Regions from separate parts of the Arachis hypogaea genome. Here region 2 is linked to region 1. The links are chromatin contacts, called in public Hi-C maps. All regions are on one chromosome and are shown on one strand. Each heading gives the region's core, a stretch centred on a gene start, on an enhancer-like site or on the middle of the called end of the contact. The rest is flanking DNA. Distances are from core to core; before and after follow the strand shown.

Region 1 (4,624 bases), core at 1,266-3,765:
ATGATATTCTTTCCACAACTTTAATTAAGCTAAACTAGCCGCAGTTAAAAAAATTAAAATAAAATAAAATTTTAAAACACTTATTACACTACAATATATTCTCAGTCACACAAAAAAAACACTACAATATATTTCGCAAATAGTAAAGATATTTTAGTATTTTTTAAGTTCTATATTTCTATATATAGAAATAACGTGAAAAGTTAATTAGTTTATGTTTATTTCACACAGATTCAGTAATTCAGAATTAATTAAAATGTTCATTGGAATTTATTTCATATGTTAAATATATACACAATAAAACTTATAATGTAATAATATTGCTTCAAAAAAAAAAGTCATTTATCTTTATAGTGATTTTTTAGTAATTGCCTAAAAGTAATTAGTTACGTGATTAGACTACAACTATTTTATATTGGTTAAACTATAAAACTTGAAAAAAGTAATAATAAAATTAGGATCAAATAAGATGTAACTTTTAAGTTAAAATTATCTCATCATTAAATACATTTTTTGTCCGCATAATTATTTTACAAAATCTATTAGTGGATTACAATTTTATATTATATCTTATATTAGGATCAAATAAGATGTAACTTTAAGTTAAAATTATCTCATCATTAAATACATTTTTTGTACGCATAATTATTTTACAAAATCTATTAGTGGATTACAATTTTATACTATATCTTATAGATTATTTTTATAATTTTATATCAATAAAATGTTTTGACGTACTTTTGAGATAAATGAAAATCAATATAATATATTAATTTAAAATTTTAAATATACAAAAATAAATTTATTCAAATACATGTTTATTAATGTCAGATTTTCGTGGAATTTAGTAAAAAGGATTTTTCAATATGGATTTTTTTCGTGGTGTCATTTTAATATGGATTATTATTATTATTATTATTATTCAAATGTCAAATCAATATATAATTTGATCCTAACTCAATGGTAATTGTAACGCACATTTAATCACTTAAAAACAATATTAGACATTTATTTTTCTAAGACGTTTTAATTTTAAGGCCAAAGGCATATATTTTTTGGGAGAATGAAGGCAGAAAATAAAAGTAAAATCATGTGAGAGAAATTGGAGAACAAGCAGTTGAAGATATTGACTATTTGTCATTTACTTTATATAATAAAAATATAAGAAAAGTTTAGTATATATTTTTTTAAAATATTTTTTATTATCTAAAATTCATAAAAATAGATTTTATCATTTTTAAGATTTTAAATCTAAAATTCCTAACTTAAAGTATAAAACATTTATTATTTTAACTATTTTTATTGGCTCTCTACCAGGATTCATATCCAATAATTCATAGTGTGAGGACGATAGTTACTTCACCTGTCTTCTAAACTCGTCCCTGATAGCATTGTAAACCGGCTGCACGAACCGGGTTATAACCGTACCCGAATCAATTATTGTACCCGAACCCGTGTACTGGTTAAACACCAGAAACTCCCGTGGCACAGGGACCCTTACCCGGCCCACGCTCACTCCGGTGAGATTTACGTAGTAAAGCGAGGGCCGGCGTGGGTTACGCAAAAGCGGCGTCGTTTGGATCCTCCTGGGCTGACCCGAACGCCCGAGTTTCAACGACCCGGAAAAATAGTAGGATCGGAAACTCGGAAGACAGTATGAGAACACGCCCTTATAGAGCGACAGGGACTGTGAAATAAAAGACAAGGGCCCACGACCCAATCCCAAAAGCCCTTGGGCTGGAATCGACCCGCCAGAAACAGAATTAACGCATCCGAAAGCGTAATTCGAGATTGTTTCCCTTGCCAAAGAGATTGAGTCCTGGACGAGCGTAGCGGAGACCATCGCTCCGCCGTACGACTGATTGAAGGTGCAGGCGGAGGTGGCGCCGGGGTCTCTGGGGCATGTTTGTGCGCCACGAGCCTGATAGCATTTTGTGGCGGAGCAGGTGATGGAGCCGCCGTAGGTGGCGGAGGCAGTGGGGGAGAAAGGAGAGGAGGTGGACGGGCAACTGGTGCAGCCGGTGCATGGGACCCAGGCCTCGTCAGTGCTGGTGTCGAAAACCATGAACATGAGTTGGCCAGGTGTGCCGAGACGGGCCCGGACCACGTAGCCACCAATGTTGAAGGCCTGGCCCGAAGCTATGGGTGCTGACGATATGGGCTTTTTTCGGGCCACGAGGGAGGCGAGGTAGTTGAGGCGGGCTGGGTCTTTGGAGGCCATGTTGATGATTGTGTCGGGCCATGGGCCTGGTGTGGGTTTGAATGGGGAGCATTTGCCGTAGATGGGAATGATGGTGAGGTCGGGTTGAGAAGCACATGATGTGTCAAGGGCTTTGGTTGTGTTTGTTGTGGAGAATATGAAGTAAATTATTATTGCGAAGAGGACTTTTTCAAATAAGATAGTTTTGCACTTAGTTCCCATGGTTGAAGTGGTGAAGCTTGGAATGTGGTGGTGTGCATGCATGGCGGGTTGAGTTCTTAAATACATGCAAATGGCAGGAATGTGGTTGATCATTTACGTATCTATCCTTGAATTATTGGATTCCTTTTTAAGAAAAAAATTAAGAACTAGCACCTTTAGTTTTTTAAAAAATAATTATTATTGATTAAAATCTAATATTCTTTTAATGTAAACAATAATTGGATCATATAATTTTGGAATTTTTTTAAATAAATAAAATAAATATATTAATTACGTAAATAAGCATTTACGGACATTTTCACCGAAAAACATCACATCACTTATCTCGTTTACAGTGTAAACGAAATAAGTAAACATGTAGCTCGTTTACATGGTAAACGAGATAAAGCAGAATCAATGCAACGTAAATTTTGTTTATAGTGTAAACGAGATAAGTGGGTAATTATAATGTGTAAAATGTAAACGAGATACGTTAAGAGAACTTTTCAGCGGTTATAAAAAGATGTACAACCATTTGTATTCTCCACAAATATTTCACTACTTCTTTGCTATTTATTCCTTCTGAAAATAAGCCCAAATGTCTAGTAGTAGTAATTTCTTAGTTGTAAGTGTGTATCCAAATTGCCGTATGAGAAATAGTGATAATGGAGTAATATTTGAGTATCAGAATCCCATTCTGTTGCATACCCTGCTAGTAAGCTCATTGGCAGAATTGAAGAGTCTGATATTAGGTAGCCCGGTGGGAATGGGAGAAAAGAGATTGAAAGGGTAGAGTATAGGTTGCTAGCACTGATGAGAAACGGAATATTTCGGTTCTGTCTGTTTTGGCTCCATGGTGACGAGCATGTGCGCCTGATGTTTGACATCCATAGGAGAATCATGGCGGAGCAAGTGATGGAGCTTTCTGCGGAGGTTGGCGACGTCGGTGGTAGTGGATCTGAGTTGTCAGACTTCATCCAAGATGACCCACCTCTCGCACCACCACCGATTCATGTTGTCAGTCTAGTGGAAGACATAGAGGTCGACGGTGAGGAGTCCGATGAGGAGTATGTTGCGGATAGCAACGAGAGCGGCTCCTCCGAGGATGATGATGAGGAAGAGTTTGTACCAGAGACCCTAGTTGAGACATCACGTAGGTATCTTCTACCTCCCCCATGTCCAATTCCGAACTTGTCATTTGTACCCAGTCACTATGGTACGTTAGATCTGGACGTGATGCACGAGAAGAACCCATTAGGCAACATGGATGAGAAAGATTACAACTTGGAAGGTGGGGTGGACTTTAAGGTTGGCCACAGATTCAAAAACAGAAACGTAGTAATATAGGGTGTGAATTACAGCATTCACAAAAGTGCTAAATATCGAGTGGTGGAGTCTGATCGGTTGAAGTACCATGTGAGTTGCCGACAACATGCAGCAAGTTTTCCTTGGAGTCTCCGTGTGACTCTTTGAAAAAATCTCGGATACTGGTACGTTAAGGATTCATTGTATTCAATGTTCTCAGTTGTCGTTGTTATGCTTGTTGAACATGTTTACCATTATTGTTCTATTTTGCTAGGGAGGTGTGTAAGGGAAGAGTGCACACGTGTTTAGCACCCACAATGTCGCAGGACTACCACAGTCTCATCTGTTGTGTCATCTTTTCGTTGATACAATCAAACTTGTCCGTCAGCATCTGAGTGCTACAAGGTGCAGTTAGGCAGAGCTATCACTTCAAACCCTCGTACAGGAAGGTCTGAATGGCAAAACAAAAGGCAATTGCACGGATATACGATGACTGAGAGGAGTCTTACAACAAGGTGTCGAGGTTGCTGCTGTAACAGCCCAAACCACCCGCTAGCACGATATTGTCCGCTTTGGCACACAAGGTCTCACGGTTTTGCCTTTGACGATAGGGATGATAGCCGAAGCCCCCCACACTCACTTGTCAAAACGCGTCATGCTAGGGAGAGGTATCCACACCCTTATAAGCTAAGGCATGCTTCGTTCTCCTCCCCAATCGATGTGGGACCTTACAATCCACCCCCTAAGGGAGCCCAGCGCCCTCGCTGGCACATCAATCCGGGCTCCGCCTTTGATACCATCTGTAACAGCCCAGACCACCCACTAGCACGATATTGTCCACTTTGGCACACAAGGCCTCACGATTTTTCCTTTGACGATAGGGATGATAGCCGAAGCCCCTCACACTCACTCGTCAAA
Region 2 (4,930 bases), core at 821-3,320, 180 kb before region 1:
TGATATGACAAGCTTTGAAATTACATGAACGGAAGAAAGCTAAAGGTCTTAACATCTTATAGTTATAGTAATGTGACAAAGTGGGTGATCTTATGTTAGAGTATCCAAATAAAATAAAGTATTCAAATATATTTGTTCATACACACATAATGCAATCCACATCTATAAAAACAAATGCTAACCAGGAGTGAAAGTCTAAAGCTTACCAGTAGGGTAAAGAAAAATGATAAAAGCTATATATTGATATTTGAAATCATAGGCATCCAAGTTTTTGCATCTTGAGTCACAAATGCCCAGGAGTTCACCTATACCATTCAACTAAACATTCTAGTCTCCATTTGCCAACATAGGATTGTAGCTTAGGGTCAATTCTAAGATTCGACGCTACCTGAACCTTCGTTACCTCCGTCCAATAAACGAATGCTAACATTTCATACAAGTTTAACACAAACAAAGAGCATATAAATCAATTAGCATAAAGTTACATTTATAATAATTACAATCAAATACACACAAATACATATGATAAATGTCTATCAAACCAGTCATGAATTTATGTGTCGATTGTATTGTCATATCTCACAACATCTAGTAGCTATCACCAGATATAGTTTTTTTCATGTGCATTTCATAAGAGGAACAACCGGAACTTCTTGAAGTCTATCTTAAAGGGAGATCGTCATATCACCTCTTAAACAAAACTATTTGGGATGTACCCTCGACTAACCTTATGCTTAAAAAGGAAAAATCACATATGGTCAATAGAAACATCATAATTCCTCATTATTATAATCATATTCACATCATCATAAAGCCTTAACAAATCTCAGTATCAAATATCAATATCTTATTTATCATCTTAACTTGGCACCTGACCATCATTATCCATATTAGTTCCTTCATCATGATATTATCATCATAAATATCATGCACGACATTCATACTTATCTACGTACTTTCTCTTTCTTGACACTTTTTGCACATCCATCGAGGTTTGGCTTGGACCTTATATACGGCATGTAGGTCTAAGCAAGATATCTAAAAGTGAGTTTTCTAGACTCACAATGGTGTTTTGGATTGTCCCAAGCTCATCAAAGTAGCATTTTCTTATGTATACAAGGTGTTGGCTAACTAGTAGACCTTCATGTACACTACCTTTTTTCTCATACGCGAGATTCTTTCATTGCCTTGTCTCTTTTCAACTTCTTTTACCAACTTGGAACAATAACATTTGTTGTAATTGATGACTTTGTACAAGTTTAGAACCTTTTCAACTTCGTTTACCAACTTCTTTACTTTAGAATAATATAACCGGCAATATCCTCTCATACATAATTACTGTCACAAAACAAAAAACACATAGAGAAAAAAAACATCTTGGAAATAGTAAAAATTTATGTGAATAGATAGATTATTTTCAATTATATTGGAAAATTTTAAATCAATGCATTTCATACTACACTTAATCCCTTTCTTAAAATTACATCATTAGTAGGGGTAAATATGAAAGAGAAAAAAAAAGAAAGGAAACTAGTGCTACATAGATATAAAATATTTTGAAAACTTAAAAATGTAAGATATTATGAAACATAGAAGAACTATTTTAACTTGTAGAAAATTAATTTACTGACAAAATGCATGGTCCCTCAAATATTAATAATTATTATCCTATAGTACCTAAAGTGGAGACCATTTGATAGCAAAATAATATTTTCGCGAGACAAAATAGATCTCAAGAGAAAAGAGACACTTTAAGTTTTTGGGTAACATGAGACACTTACCATTGATATTTGGGGAACTATATGCCTCTATCAAGTATCTTAGACTTTTGGAAATCATACTTCATGTCATGATATTAAAGCTTTTATTTTTCTTATGGTGAAATTGAAACTTTTAGCATTACATTGTTTTGGTAGGTTGATGAATCATTTCTTTCTTTTATTTATTTAAGTTGTAAATTTGTTATGAACAAAAATATGGTTTGTTAATGGACTTTGCATGCCTTTCATCATTGTTATATATCAGAATAAAAGAAACTTCATCAAGACAAATGCATGCAATTGAATAACATGGCGCTTTTTTATGAGGTTTGAAAAGATGTACATTTCTAATTATATTTCTATCATATTATATCTTACACAGAATGTTGCTTCTCAAAAGGGAAATGAAGTAAATTTGACCCTTGGTGGCATTGACCTCAACAATTCAGGCAGGTTGGCTTGCTTGCTTTAAACAACTATTGTCCATTCTATTTTTCTTCAGAAACTCACTTATTTTTATGAAGTTTCTAAAGCTTTAAAAATATAATTTGTCATATATTGCAGTGTTATTGTCAAGCCAGATAAAAAACTTTTGACTGTACAATTTTCTGATGTTCATGATGGACGGTCAGTTACACTTAAGGTACTTCTTTTTTTTAGAAGACTATAAATTATTGTTAAAATGTATTCCAAGAATAATTTATTTTTAAATTTCATGTAATGATTAATTTTTTTACTAAAGATTTTAGTATATAATTATTTCTAATCATAAAAAATGTAAGTGTTGATAAAATTAACCACAAAAAAACTAAACTAATTTTATATTCATAAAAAATTAATTTCGTTTAAAAATACACATTAAATTTCTAAATTATTTTTCACTATCTTCCTCAACCTCTTAATTTTGATAATGATAAAATAGTTTTAAAAAAGAATCCTTGTCAAGTTCTTTCCTTCCATAACTCTTTGGTTACTGCTGCTTCAAAACCCAATAAATAACTTCTTAGAAAAGAGGAATTTTTCATCTTCCAAAAAATAAGAAGTATGAACAAGAAACATAGAACAAAAGAAACAAAAATTTTAACATAAAAGATGTACATTTTTTTTTTATAAAATAAGAGTACAGAAAAAAGTCACGCAAATGAGTGCAACAATATTACTCTAATAAAAGAAAACAAGAAAGAGAATATCACAAGAAATCACATATGTTTGCTTTGACATCCACTGCTGAACACAGAAAGAAGAAGATTAAGAAAAATAAAAACAAAGAAGGTGGAGGAAGTAAGAAAGAAAAAGAGAGAGAAAGTGGCGACGGGATGAGAGATAGAGAGCGAAGAAGAGACAGAGAGGAAAGCAAGGACAAGGAAAAATAAGTAAAAAAAAAGAGGAGAAAAAAGGGGAAGATGAGAGGGCAACGGCGGAGGGGACCATGGCCACCGCGCCGTCGAACAAGCTATATCTCTCGCTCGCTCTCTCTCCCTCTCTCGCGGACACTAAAGATGCCATTGATTTGAAGAATGAGGTGTGGGACAAGTTCTATACATCTTTGGCAACAATGTTTGTGAGATTTTTTATGGGCTGTGATTCCACCTTCTATGGGTTAATTCTGGTTCTGATTTTGGTAGGATTTTTTATTTAGGAAAATTTGAAGTAGTTTATGAGTTGGAATAAGGGAAGATTATGTCAAAAAAAAGGATGATAAAAGGATAATTTGGTCATTTTAAAAAATTTATCGGAGTCAAGCTTTAAATTTAACAATTTGATAATTTTGTTATACAAAATTCATCTTTTATGAATATAAAATTATTTTAAAATTTTTTATAATTAATTTTGTCAACATTTAATTTTTTAATGGTTAAAAATAGCTAGATATTTACTCTCTCTCTATATATATCACATTTGTTTTGTAAATTCTGTAGGCTGAAACAAATGAAGATCTCTATGAGTGGAAAACTGCACTTGAGAATGCTTTGGCACAAGCACCAAATCCAACTGACATGATAGGGCAAAATGGTGTTTTAAAGAATGATCAGTTTGATTCACTTGATAGTTCTTCAGACCAATGTATTATCTTTTTTCAATTTGTATTATTTTCGTTTACAGTTAAACTATTAATGTATTTGAGTATATGATTTGTATGCTTATGTTATTTCTACATACACATAATTGTTTCTTTCAAATGATGTTTTTGCTTTTTGCAATAGTGAAGGATAAAGAACTAAAGAAATATTCAGTCATGGGTCGTCCAGTTTTACTTGCTTTGGAAGATCCTGATGGAACTCCATCATTTTTGGAGAAAGCCATGAGATACATAGAGGAGCATGGTAAGTTTTTTCCCTCTCTTATTTTTAAGAACTATTTTTGCTCATGATGTTGAAGGTAAAGTAGAGAAACATTCCTTGTTCTATCCAAAATGTAAGAGAAAATATGTGGTCTTTTGTTGTAAAAGTACTCATTCAACTTAAATCATCAGAAGAGAAATTAATATTGAATGACTTTTAACTCAATTTTAGTTCTTTATATTTTATAAATAAATTTTTCTAGTAGGCATATTGAATATTTCACTTGTTATCAATATGCATGAAAAAGCACGTTTAATGTTACATTATTAAGAAAGAACATCAAAGGCAACAATCAAGCTATTACATCCATTTGATTACTTGGGTTGTATTTCCAAATTAATGAATATAACTAGGTTTTAAATGGTGGTAAACTTGTGGTTTACCGACACTAGCATAGTCTTTAATATTATAAACATGATACATATTTTCTAACTTTCTTACCTACATATTTACACCTCTAGTAAATAAAAAAAAATACTCAAATATTAGTTAAGACACTTAGATCATGTTAGTATGCATTGATTTTTTTATTAATACTAATTAGGCTTATAGTAACTTTAATTCATTTGACTAATCTAAATCTGTATATTTTCAAATTGTTTCAAAGCTTGGAGAATGAGTGGTGAGAGAAAACAAAGTAGCAAATATATATTAGATCCTTTTAATAGACATAAAACATTATAGAATCTTGTAAAATTGTGTATATTATAAAATTTTATAAGAATCTATCTAATTAATATTATAAAATAGGAGTCAAAGCAGAAGGGATCCTGCGACAAGCAGCGGATGTTGAGCAAGTTGAACAACGAGTACGAGAATATGAACAAG

What was found. A called contact is a pair of places that touch in the nucleus more often than the background predicts.
Region 2: a contact with region 1 is called in a Hi-C map of leaf, with 2.2 times the contacts expected there. The contact joins the promoter of LOC112763204 here to the promoter of LOC112766863 in region 1. A contact is called at or near these places in 2 of 8 Hi-C or Micro-C datasets (both in leaf).

Annotation. Positions count from the first base shown.
Region 1 is chr17:41,838,609-41,843,232 of arahy.Tifrunner.gnm2.J5K5, reverse strand. It overlaps LOC112766863 (aspartyl protease AED3), which reads right to left and starts at 2,515. Exons shown (of 2, transcript XM_025812765.3): 1 at 1,364-2,515. The coding sequence starts at 2,515.
Region 2 is chr17:42,014,229-42,019,158 of arahy.Tifrunner.gnm2.J5K5, reverse strand. It overlaps LOC112763204 (rho GTPase-activating protein REN1-like), which reads left to right and starts at 2,070. Exons shown (of 20, transcript XM_072221829.1): 1 at 2,070-2,087; 2 at 2,143-2,213; 3 at 2,325-2,403; 4 at 3,680-3,824; 5 at 3,965-4,084; 6 at 4,853-4,930. The coding sequence starts at 2,070.